Regions from separate parts of the Sus scrofa genome. Here region 2 is linked to region 1. Evidence: chromatin contacts called from public Hi-C data. All regions are on one chromosome and are shown on one strand. Each heading gives the region's core, a stretch centred on a gene start, on an enhancer-like site or on the middle of the called end of the contact. The rest is flanking DNA. Distances are from core to core; before and after follow the strand shown.

Region 1 (5,863 bases), core at 2,180-4,679:
ACCCAGGAACTTCCATGTGCTGCAGGGGCAGCTGTAAAAAGAAACAAGTTAATACAATTTTTAAAATGTTTAAAAAGGAAAAGAAAGAAAAAGGACCCATGCCTGCAGGCACAATGCCCCCTTCCTCCCTGGCTTTACGTGAGGACGGTGATGAGAAAACACCATCTTCAAAGCAGGTATTTTCAAAGTCAATTCTGAAAAGGTGTTTGGCAGAGAAACGCGCCTGCTCTTTAGTTAATTGTTGTTATTTCGCACGTTCTTCTTCGCCTTTTATATCTCAGCGGTTGATAGATCACAAAGCAAGGCTCTTCGATTCCCGGAGATGAATATCATTCAGTCTTAGCCTAGGCTAAGCGGGATGGATGGGTTCAATGCAGAATATTCTCGTTTATCAGAAAACAGCCCTGGCCACTGGTCGTCCCACGGCTGGTCCTCTGTCCCGCTCCTGCAGCCGGCCGGCTTCCGGCGGGACCATCGGGGCCGGAGGCGGCCCTGGACAAAGGCAGCGGGGCTGCCTTTTGCCTTTTACCACCTCGCCTGGCTCAGGGTTTTCCTTCTTCAGCCAGTGCTCTGTCCTGTGTGCGAAACACTAACAGGGAAGCATCAAACTTTTAATGTCATCTGGATCCTCTCAAGTGTCCCTGAGGGCTGAGGCATCTCCAGAACGACTCCAGAGGCCTGTCCGGTGTCTGTCAGGGTCTCTAACTCATCTCTTTACTTAATATGGCTTGAGCTTCCTGGCAGGCATGGGGGAATGGAAGCACTTCCCGTTTTAGTATTTTCCACTTAGGGTAATTATAATTTCACCCCGTCTATATTATGAATCATCAAATTTTAGAAAAGATTGAGGCAGATGTCTTATATAATTCTGAGACTCAGGTACTGGTTCTTCAAAAGGGTAAAGGTTTTCCTGGCTCTCAAGTTTTACAAGAAATTTTGAGGGTAGTTTCTTTTATAAGGGTTTTGGAAGAGTTTTAAACAGATTGCCTTTTTATAACTTTTCAAGTTTTCCAGCTTTAAGGAGATACATGTCTACTGTAGTAAGAGTATAAAATATAGAATTAAAACTATTAACTTTAAAAAATATTTCCCCACATTATTCAATGCATATATTCATGTATAAAGTTAAAATGGGATAATTAAATACATACTGTTGTAAATTCTGCTTTTTTGCACTTACCAACAATTGCACATATATCTTTCCATGATAATAAATACATAGAGAGTGTTCCATTGTCTTTTTTTGGGGGGGGGGGCTGCATCTGTGGCACATGTAAGATCCTGGGCTAGGGATCAAACCTGAGCCACAGCAGCAGTGACAAATGCTGGATCCTTAACCTGCTGAACCACGGGAAACTCCCACATATAGGGTTCCCTCATCTTTTAAGGCATATATTTCAGTATATTCATGGACAGCTTATTAAAGTTTCTCTCACTGGGCCTTCAGTTTTTTTGAATTTCTCTCAGTTATGAAATACTGAACCCTCAACTTCTTTGTAAAAAAATGTCTTTACTCACGGGGGAAAGGACCAGGGACAAAGTCCTAAAAGTGAAATGGCTAATCTGGAAAAGCTCTTGAAACATCTTTGCCAAATACCCTCTGGAAAGAAGTTTCCAATGTCATGACCTGAGGGTGGAAGTTAAACACACAGATCCCTTCCCATGACCATGGACCGTGGGTGAAAAGACAAAAAAAAATACAGTTATGCCTCGAATTCTCCTGGGATGTAAAGATTTTATTTATTCGCCATTTGTATGTCTTAGTTTTGGAATGTATCTGTTAATACCCTTTGTCTTATTTCTATTGGTATAATGTCAGAATCTATTGTCTGATATTTTCCCAACAGATTTGTCTAAAAAAGCTTTGGTGGCATTTTTAAATTAATGCTACTTCAGCTTTTTAAAAATCTTTCAAAAATGTTGGTGGTATGTTTTCATCTAAGAAGCAGGTTTTTTCTTTTTTTTTTTTTTCCCCCATGATTTCTGGCTTTAGTGGCTTCTTTGGAAAATTTCCCCTACCCGCATAATATAAACCAAGTCTCCGGAAGTTCGAGGTCACCTCTGTGAGGCTGTGCCTTTTACCCGGCAAAGCGCTATTCCAGGAAGAGCTGTCTCGGGTTTTACAGCTCACACTCAGATCTGCCCTTCCCTTTTGTCTCCAAATAGTTGTCCCCATATCATCTACGGAGAAAAATCTCTCCTGGATGCAGGAGTTTAAAATGATTGCTCTATCCGTCCATTTCTAGATTTTTCTCTTCCTCTCTCCCGGGGAGTCATGTTGTTCAGAGTTGTACGTGCATAATATTTTTACATCATCACATCGTAAATCCTTGTTTGCAGGTGAAGATTCTTGTTTTGGCCTGATTTTTTTTTGACAGAGTAGCTCTTTCTAGAAACAATCAGACCACAAGATCAGGTTCAGTGGAGGCCATTTCTTTTCTAGGAGGGCGAATCGGCCCCGCAGGCTGGCTGGAGGGCGGCTGCGTGTCCGTGTCCAGGTAGGAAGGCGGCCCCAAGAAGGCCTGGAGCTGCCGTCCAAGCCGCGGGGGTGTCCGCCCAGGCAACAGACGGTGCTCAGGGAACAGCACTGATTCTCCCTTCCAGTGGGAAAAGCCGGGCCAAACCGCCCCAAGGACTTGGCCGTGTGCTTGGAGTTCCGTGGGATCCTGATCTTATTCTGAAGCTCCTGAGAGAAGGAGAAGGCATTCTGGTTATTCGATGTTTTGTGTGTAAGTAACTCGGAGAAGCTTATTCCATCTGCGGAGAAATGAGTGGCTAAAGTGCGGAAGCCTGGGTTCCGGTTCTAACTTGGCTGAGTACGAGCTGTGTGACCTTAGGTCCCTGTTCACTTCTCCACGTCTGTCTGCCTTTTCACGGAACAGCAGAGGATGTGTAAAATGCCTGCCGTGGGGTCGCAGGGTCACATGAGCCGAGGTTAATGAAAGCTCCGATCCACAGCTCCATGTACGAAGACAACCCCACGTGGGAGGCTGGAGGGACCCACACACGCCTGAGTGATGCTGGAGCTGGGCGCCCCGCGGTCAAGGCCCCGGACAGGCCACCGGCGGACCCTGCAGGGGACACGTGTGGCCTCTGACCCTCACGGAGCCTGGCGCATGCCTGTCTCTCTGAAAGAGAAGCCATGGTGCCAGCGAAGGAAGGCTCTTGTCCTCTTGGTCACAGACGCTGTCCCCACGCGACACACCCTGGGTGAAAAGAACGCCGCTCTCTTTTCTCATCCACCACACAGGGGCTTTGATGGATAATCTGTGATCACAGACTCTGCGATCTAGGCTCTTCCGTTACAATCCCTACAGTGACGCGAAACCTCTAGGGAGCCTGGCATTCCAACTCTAAAGAGGAACCTTCTAAAATAAAACCGCTGCCACTGGTGGCTTCCAGAAACCGCAGGCTGCCACCATGGCATGGTGGCATTGCAGGGCAGTGCCAGCTGAATGACTGAGGCTGGGGGCACCAAACCTTGTCCACCTTCTACACACACACACACACACACACACACACACACACACGCTGGGCACAGGCTTTCACCTTATTTCTTTTATTTTCCATCACAGGGTGCACACTGCCTCCCCAAGGCTCAGGCCTCGTCAGAGGGCAGGTCCTTTTCAGGAGCCTACAGTTTCCTTTTCCTTCTTCTCGAAGGGGTTGTGGGGCTTTACAGTCGTGACCATTTGAGACAGCGGCCCCTGGTGACGGAAGACGTCAACTGCCATTTCTTTCCCTAAGACGCTATGAAAGAATGGAGGGAAAAAAGACACATAAAATAAAATAAAGATACACAACTCCACACACTCTCCAATTAAAATAAAATAAAGATACACAACTCCACACACTCTCCAATTAAGGGTGTACGCAGATGGGCGAGAGAGCAGGAGCCCAGGACAGAGACTGGGGTGGTCGGTCCTTGTGTGTGTTGCTTCCTTTATTTCATTTTTTTGCACTCAGTTCATTAATTGTCTTCTACGCACGGAAGTGCAAACAGTTAGCTGACTGAAAATCTACTCTGTGCCTAGAATAACCGTAGATGCCAGGAATACAGAAAATACAGCCCGAAGCAGATGAGGATATGCAGAGAAGCAGCTGAACAACCAAGAGTTCCCACGCCCGCCCCTGCAGGAGTGGGCTCTGGGCCTGACGGAGGAAGGGTCACCTTTCTGGGTTGAGGAAGGATGGTCACCCAGAATCTATGACAGCGAGGACTTAGGGGGGTCGGGCAGTCAACCTGGGGCAGGCAAAGGTCAGAGTTCCCTGAGACAGGAAGGTGGGAGGGCACGGACCACGTGGGTGGGGCTGGTGGAGGAAGGTGGGGGTGGGAGGGGCGGGGCGGGGCCCAGAGCTGGCTCCAGCCTGCAGGTGGGGAACTGAGCTCTAGATGCGCTCTGCCTCCACAAGTCTTAGTCTGCTCATTCCCCCCAGTGGAAACAAAGCCCTGGAGTTCCCACTGTGGCACGCGGAAAGAAACTCAACTGGCATCCATGAGGATGCCAGTTCGATCTGTGGCCTCGCTCAGTGAGTCAAGGATCTGGCCTTGCCATGAGCTGTGGTGTAGGTCACAGATGTGCCTCGGATCCCCCGCTGCTGTGGCTGTGGTGGAGGCTGGAGGCTGCAGCTCCAATTCGACCCCTAGCCTGGAAACCTCCATATGCTGCGGGTGCAGCCCTAAAAAGCAAAAAAGAAAGAAAAAGAAACAAGGCCTTGACAAATTTCTTGTGAGAATTAAAAGAAAGAAAAAAACCGTGAAAAAGTAGAATGCAAAGCAAAAGATGCCTTCCGAACCCCACCTGTGCCCGGAGGTGTCCGTCCCAGTGTGGACACGCATCAGGCGACCTCTCGTTGATAGCAGCATGCAGCCTGTAGCACTTCTGCTGCAAATCTGCTGTTTTTCAAAACACACACATACACACACACTGCGATGCTCCCATGCCGCAGAAGTTACAAAGCACATGGCAACTGAATCAAAAGGGGCCTGTTTTTATGCTGCGATTGTCACGAAGTAACCATTTTTTATGTTGTGGAACAAGGTGACGGAGGTGACAACTCCAGCTTCTGTGAAGGTTGCCTTCTGGGGTGAGGCAGGCACAGGAAACACTGGGCGTGCCGGCTGGAGTGGAGAGGAGCCGGCCTCACCCGCGGATCCCGAGACCCACGGCGCCCCTCGCCCCCACCTCCTCCTCTTGAACGCGGCCCCTCAGTCCCTCTGCCTGCTTGTCCGCACCTCCTCTCAACGCCCATCCTAGCCCGGCCGGTGTCCTGTACAACTTGCTCAACATGTGTCTCGGGGACCACATGGCCCTCTACCCCTCGGCGTGGACGTTCAAGGCCTAAGCCACTCACCCCCAAGCCCCCTCTGCAGCCCACCAACCACAAGACCCGCCTCAAGTGCGCAGTTCCCACCTTGGGGGGTCAGCTTCCATTGGACACAGGAGCTGGAGGAGGGAGAGGGCTGGGGGCTGGCGGGGAGGGGTGGCCGTCTGCTTCTCAAGGATGCTTAGAAAGGGAAGGAACAAGGGAGAGGCCCAGGGAGGAACCCAGGCTGAAGGGGAGCCAGAGCTCCAGGGAGGATGGACCTTTTAGAAAAGTGAGAGCATGTCTTTCTGAGGAAAGGCAGTGGAAGCAGTGGCGGGAGAAGAGATTCTGATTGCGGGGGGGCGGAGAGATGGGGCCCTGGGGCAGTGTGGCCACTCCTGGGAGAGGGTGAGTCCCCCGAGGGCAGGGCTGTGGGCACAAAGACATGTGCATGTGGCCACTTCAGGGACAGGACAGGCTTTCAGCAGGAGGGGCCTCATCCCCCAGAGCAGCAAGGGGCGCATCGGAGGCTGGCGCTCGGCAGTGTCCAGGGCAC
Region 2 (5,863 bases), core at 2,286-4,785, 230 kb before region 1:
TCTGTTCTGGCATTTTCCATGCTTGCAGGCACGGAAAGGGATGCCCTGTTGTTCGCAGCAAACGGGCAGGACGCAGGATTGCTCTTTACTTCTGTAACGGGGGTCTTTTTGGTTGCCGCGTGTTTAATTGCTCAGCACAGCCTGCGTGGGGCTGGTTGTGTGTGGCCCTTGCCGGTGACCAAGTGTAAGGAACAGTTAACTATTTTCCTTTTTGGTCGCTTAACACGGTTCTGTTGTCACGAGTCCCAGCCCAGGTCACCAGCGATCTGAACTGCCCCTCGGTCCCATCGTGTGGTGACAGTTCCCATGCGGCCAGGGTCCCCAGGCCAGGTCATGACCCTCTAAGCCTCTCTCAGGTTGTCTCTGGGAGGCGGGGTGAGGACAGCTTTGCCGCAGGATTGCCGTCCGCACGGTCCGGTCCTGCCGTGGTTTTCTCTCTTCCTAGGAGGCTGACCTGCGGGAACATTCGTTCTGGGACTGCGTCCTGTGCTTGAGGGGCTTTAGCAAATGTGGCTCAAGGGTGACTCTCCTTGGCCTTGACCAATCACTCTGTTTCCCGGGCCTTAGTTTCACTACCTGAAATCAGGCTTTACGATCCCAGCACTTCCTCCAAAGGCCCAAGTGGTTCCCTGACAGCCTGGCAGCTCCAGGTCCAGATGGGGGCTCCCTTCCCCAAGCCCCCGCTTAGCATGGATGCTGAGAAGGCCCTCCCCTGGCTCCAAGCGGATGCCCCCTTCCTGCCGGACTCCCTCGTGGGCACCACTCCTTGCAGCACCACAGAGACCGCAGGCCCCGAAAGCCCTCCCCGGACACGGGCCCAGCTGAGGTCATGGCCCTCCCCGAGCACGTGGCCCAGGTTCTAGGCTCTGGACCCGAGTGCTCACCTTCCTCGGCTGCGAATTTTCTTGCCATCTTTCTTCACCCACATACCCTCTCCTGTCTTGCAGTCCCCTCTGGACCTGCCTGTTTCTGATGGGGAGGGTTAACAGCCTCCCCTGTCTCTCCTTGTGGTTTTATCACGTATATGGGCGCTCTGTTGTTAGCTGTGTATAATTAAGACGTGTTCTGTGTTCCCAGAGAACTGACTCCAGGAAACACCCCTCCTTACCGCTGACACCTGCCCTGGCTCTGAGGTCCCACGTGCCTGAGCCTAACAGAGCTGCCCTGCTTTCTTCTGGCCGCCGTGAGCAGGGCGCATCTTTTCCAGCCGTCGCTTCCGTCCACGCGTCTTTAGAGTGAACACGGCTTCCTCGGGGACAGGGTGTAGTTGGGTCCTGTGTGCGGATCTGCTCTGACAGTCTGTGTGTCACTTGGGGCGTGAGACCAATGCTGTCTATACTGAGGATTGGCACAGTCGGATCCGGTGTCTTGCTCTGTTTATTATTATCCACCTCCACTCTCTCACCGCCTTCTCTGGTTTAACTGTTTTGCGTGGCAGCCTGTCTGCTTCTTCTCTCCCCGCCTCTGTCTCTCGTGAGTCGGCCAAGAGGCACTGAGTCTGGGGGAGTCTGTCTGACCTGCCTCCCAGCCTTCCTGCTCCTGATCAGCAACCTCCCCCCAGGACTGCTCAGCCTGTCCCCTGGATGGGACCCTCCTGCTAGAGCCGGGACGCCAGGACACACGGGAGAGGACCTCCTGGAGACCCCGGAGCCTGGGGCTTGTGTCCCATGGCCTCCTGCCTTTCTCTGGAGAGATGACGCCGGCCCTTCCCAGACCCCAGGGAGCAGGGGAAGAGAGTCCCTGGAGAGTCACATTCCTGGAGATTCGGGAACGGCCGAGCAAGGTGTCTGCCTCCCAGTCCGATGGAGGAGGCAGGCGTTGACAGAGCACCACAAGGGCCCTGACACCGACTGAAACGACGCCAGGAACCCAGAGATCTGACCTTGAGAAAGCCCCAAAAATTAGCTGGGGACAAGAGTTCGGCCTTGTGGCATGCCTCTGTTGAGGTTTAGCAGGTGGCGAGGCTTGGGGAGCATTCCAGCCATGTGTGGGAGCCTGGGAGTCAGGCTGCCTTGGAGGTTGGAAGGAGCTGAGAGAGATGGGCTAGCGGTCAGGTCTTGATGAGGCTGCGTGCCATTCTGGAGGGTGTGGACTTGAACCCCGGATCAGGCTTCCTGCCGCCCCCCCCTGCCCCCCAGGCCCACAGTGATGGTGACAGGCCCCTGGGCTCATACCTGTTCCTATGGTATATTTATAGCTGTGGACATACACATACACTTGTTTTCCTGCAGGATGACATAAAGGCAACATAAAAAAAGAATTGTGATGTTTGAGGGGTGGGGTCTGGGCGTGGGCAGAGGGAGCCATGAGGGTTCTGTGAAGGGCAGTGCCCAGAAGGGAGGAGGGCCTGAAAGGGGAATCATACTGAGGCCTGAAACCACAGACCCCTCCTTGCTGTGGGGCCTCGGGCCGCCCTCGCCCACAGGAAGCGGGAGGGATGATGGTGACGAGGAAGCTGCTGCAGGTGTGGGAGCAGCAGCGAGAGGCTGGGGCGGGGTGGTGCTGCCGCCCAGGGGCAGGGGCAGGGGCAGGGGCAGGCCCACCTCTGGGCAGTCTGGAAGCCACCACGTGGCCCCTCCCAGGGAGAGCGAGGAGTGAGGTCCTGGGCAGGGGAGGAGGCACTGCAGGGCTGTCCACGGATGCCAGGGACCATCTGGGCAGAGCAGAGAGAGGAGGTCTGACTCGTGGAGGGAGAAACAAAACATCTTTGGACAATTCACACACTCGGACGTCACATCTAGTTGGTTTGACAAAACATGGGAAAGAAGAAGTGAAATTTGTTAACTGTACAGAGATCCATGCAGTTCACTTCAGGGGACAGCTTGGGTACCAAACGATCCTTATTATGCAAATTCCTTCCCCAGGCGGCTGGTTCCCAGTTGTGCACAGGCCCCGGTGGCTGCATCTGCTTCGCCCCGCCCACTGGCTCGCCGGGGCAACACCCGCTGCCAGGCAGGAGGGGCCGGGCTGCTAGAGTTGAGGGACTGTGGGGCCCCACCCCGGGCGCCCTGGGCCCCAGGAGAGGGTGGCCGCAGGAGACATGGCTCAGGGATTTGGCCCTGTTTCTGTCCTTGGCCTTGCCACAAAGCGGAAAAAGAGAGGGGACTTCACACTGAGGGTTTTACCTTCCTCCTTTTAGGAAAACACAGCCCAGAACATGGCATTTCTGAGACCTCAGGTCCCAGCAGGGGCCAGGGCCCGAGGTGTGCCGAGTTCCCCGGTTCTTCTCTGCCAACGTCTCTCCGGAGTCCCCCGCTCTCCTCTGCCCCCACCGCAGAGCGGGGGGGTGGGGGGCAGTATTGGGGGGTAGGATTTCCACATATGACTTTTGGAGGGGACACAAACATTCAGACTGTAGCAAAAGCACCTACTATGTGCCAGGGAATCTTTGTGACACGGAGGATATGGCAGTGTTAACTTAAAAACATGCACAATTTAAAAGTTGAGTGTTAAGTTTTCTGTGGGGCGAAATGAGGCCTGTCACCCAGGAGGCAGCATTCAGAGAGCTCTGAGACACCCCTCCTGAGAGGCGGGGGTGCCGGGGGGGGTCAGCGTGGATGTGATTGTGGTGAAGGCGCAGGCATCTGCCCCCCCACCACACACACACACACACACACGCTACCGAAGGTCGCTGCCGGTCTCGTGATGGTCACTGCTACTCCCAAGGAGCAGGTGTCCCCACGAAGAATTTGAGTGCTTCTCTAGATGTGAGGAGATGCAAGAGTCGCGCTCATAAAATCTCCTAAAAATTCCTGTCTGAAGAGCTGTTCTACCGCTTTTCCCAGAGCACAGAGGGCCTCCCTCCTGGCCCCCACCCCGAGCTCCTTTCAGGGGGTGTCACGGGGCTGCAGCAGCAGTGGCTGGTGATGCAGGCCGTGTAGAGGCAGACGGCAGGTTCCCAGTAGTCAAAAAAAGAGGAGCCCCTGCTGTGAGGCAGTGGGTTTAGAACCTGACTGCAACAGTTCGGGGGCTGCAGAGGCTCAGGCTTGATCTCCGGCCCTGGAACTTCCACTTGCCTTGGCCGTGAATGCCAATGCGAATGGCGATGATGACGGTAGCAAAGCCCCAGCTCCTGGCGATCGCGTTCCAGTGCAGATTCGCGCCTCCCCGTCTCTGCTGCCCTCTCATCTCTACGTCCTCCAATTTCAGCCGCGCTGCTGTGCAGGTGAAAGCCTCGTCTCTCCAGCAGGACCGCTCCTGGTCCTCCTGTCCCTGCCCCCCCGACTCTTAATACATCACTCTCTTCTCTGTCCCCAGAGGCCCCCCTTCACCTGCCTTGCTACCTTCTCACACCCTCTGGCTGTAGGAACTGAGCTGTGCTTTCTCTCACTTTCCTGGGCTCTGCTGCTTGCAGGATGTGGCTTGGTCCCCTCCCCTTTCTAGCAGGGCGAGGGTGCAGCCTTTTCAGGGGCGGTCTGAGTGTAAAACCTGCCTGCATCCCACAGAGCGAGCCGGCCTAGAGTGGCAGCCCCCTGTGGCCACGCGCGGAGGCTGTGTCTTCTCCCTTGGGCTCTAAGGGCAGCACAGGTAGGATCTGGGTTTCGAGGCTCTGACTCTCTTGTCTATATCTGAGTTGTTTCAAGCTAAGAAGGGAAGAGAGAGAGCCGTTATTCATTTTTCTTCTATTAGAAAAGGGGGGTGCGGGGCTGGGCTGGGGGAGAGGGATAAGCCTGGTACCTGCCTTGAGGGGGAGAGGGTGAGTGGGAGACGGCTTATCTGGATTTGGGGAGCTGGTTCCACACCTGCAGGGGGGGTCCAGGCAGACAGGCCTCCAGAACTGCATTCTGAAGAACCAGCCGGGAGATGCTTGAGCCGCACTTGTGAACCAGGCCCTAGAGCTGCAAGCACTGGCGCCTGGGGAAGGGGCGTGGGTGAGGGAGTTTGGAGGCAGCCTTGAGCTGGAGGCCGGGAATTTGGGTTACTGGTGGGCGGGGCTCATGGGAGGACCAGGCTGTGAGGCAAAATTGCTGGTCTAGGAGCCAAAGGAATCCCTCCTCCCGCATCAGAGGTAGTGGGGGCTGGGCCTGGGGAAAGGCAGGTACAGGGATGCTTGCAGGCAGAGCAGCCCTGGGCTCCACCCAGCAGCAGCTGAAGCAGAGAAAAGTCTTGTTCTGATGACGTGGCTCCGGGACAGCCATTCGGGGCCCTGCTGTGTTTGGTGTTGAGAGGCTACACCCAAAATCAAGACTTTGGGAAACAGCCAAGGGACTCCTTTCCTGGAGAATACCCACATGCTCTTGGAGTTTCCTGCTGTGGCCCAGTGGGACTGGCGAGTCTCTGCAGTGCCAGGATGCAGGTTCTACCCCGGGCCCAGCTCAGTGGGTTTGCGGATCAGGTGTCACTGCAGCTGCGGCTTGGGTTGAAACTGTGGCTCAGACCTGATCCCTGGCCCGGGAACTCCACATGCTGCAGAGCGGCCAGAAAAGAAAAAAAGAGAAGGAGAATCGATGTGCTTTTAGTGAGAGTGCAAAATTTCACCAACGAATCACAAAACGCCCAAGATATTTTGATAGAAAATGTGATGAATTAATTGGTAATAGAATCAGAAATATCTGCTCTCTAAGCCCCCAGTTCTGATGTTTAGATCCCCAGATTTCACACTAATATTTAAAAGATAGCATGGCTTTAGGAGTTCCTGTTGTGGCTCAGCAGTTAACGAATCTGATTAGCATCCATGACGTAGGTTCCATCCCTGGCCTTGCTCAGTGGGTTAAGGATCTGGCGTTGCCATGAACTGTGGTATAGGTTGCAGACACGGCTTGGATCCTGCAATGCTGTGGCTGTAGTGGAGGCTGGTAGCTACGGCTCCAAGTTGACCCCCCCAGCCTGGGAACCTGCATGTAAAAACAAATATATATATTGC

Evidence for each region. A called contact is a pair of places that touch in the nucleus more often than the background predicts.
Region 2: a contact with region 1 is called in a Hi-C map of subcutaneous adipose tissue, with 2.2 times the contacts expected there. The contact joins two enhancer-like sites. A contact is called at or near these places in 2 of 5 promoter capture datasets (fetal skeletal muscle and liver), 22 of 47 Hi-C or Micro-C datasets (alveolar macrophages, blood, brain and 13 more) and 2 of 2 datasets of contacts at active chromatin or transcription factors (alveolar macrophages and skeletal muscle).

Annotation. Positions count from the first base shown.
Region 1 is chr9:136,233,672-136,239,534 of Sscrofa11.1, reverse strand. No RefSeq gene overlaps it. Among named protein-coding and RNA genes, the nearest start is that of C9H7orf72, 47 kb to the right of the region's middle. Within about 2 kb of position 3,429, at least 10 of the 83 cell types and tissues checked have an H3K27ac peak or open chromatin away from gene starts, as enhancers often do. A contact at or near this core is called in retroperitoneal adipose tissue and subcutaneous adipose tissue, where this site is marked.
Region 2 is chr9:136,466,918-136,472,780 of Sscrofa11.1, reverse strand. No RefSeq gene overlaps it. Among named protein-coding and RNA genes, the nearest start is that of FIGNL1, 18 kb to the left of the region's middle. Within about 2 kb of position 3,535, at least 20 of the 83 cell types and tissues checked have an H3K27ac peak or open chromatin away from gene starts, as enhancers often do. A contact at or near this core is called in retroperitoneal adipose tissue and subcutaneous adipose tissue, where this site is marked.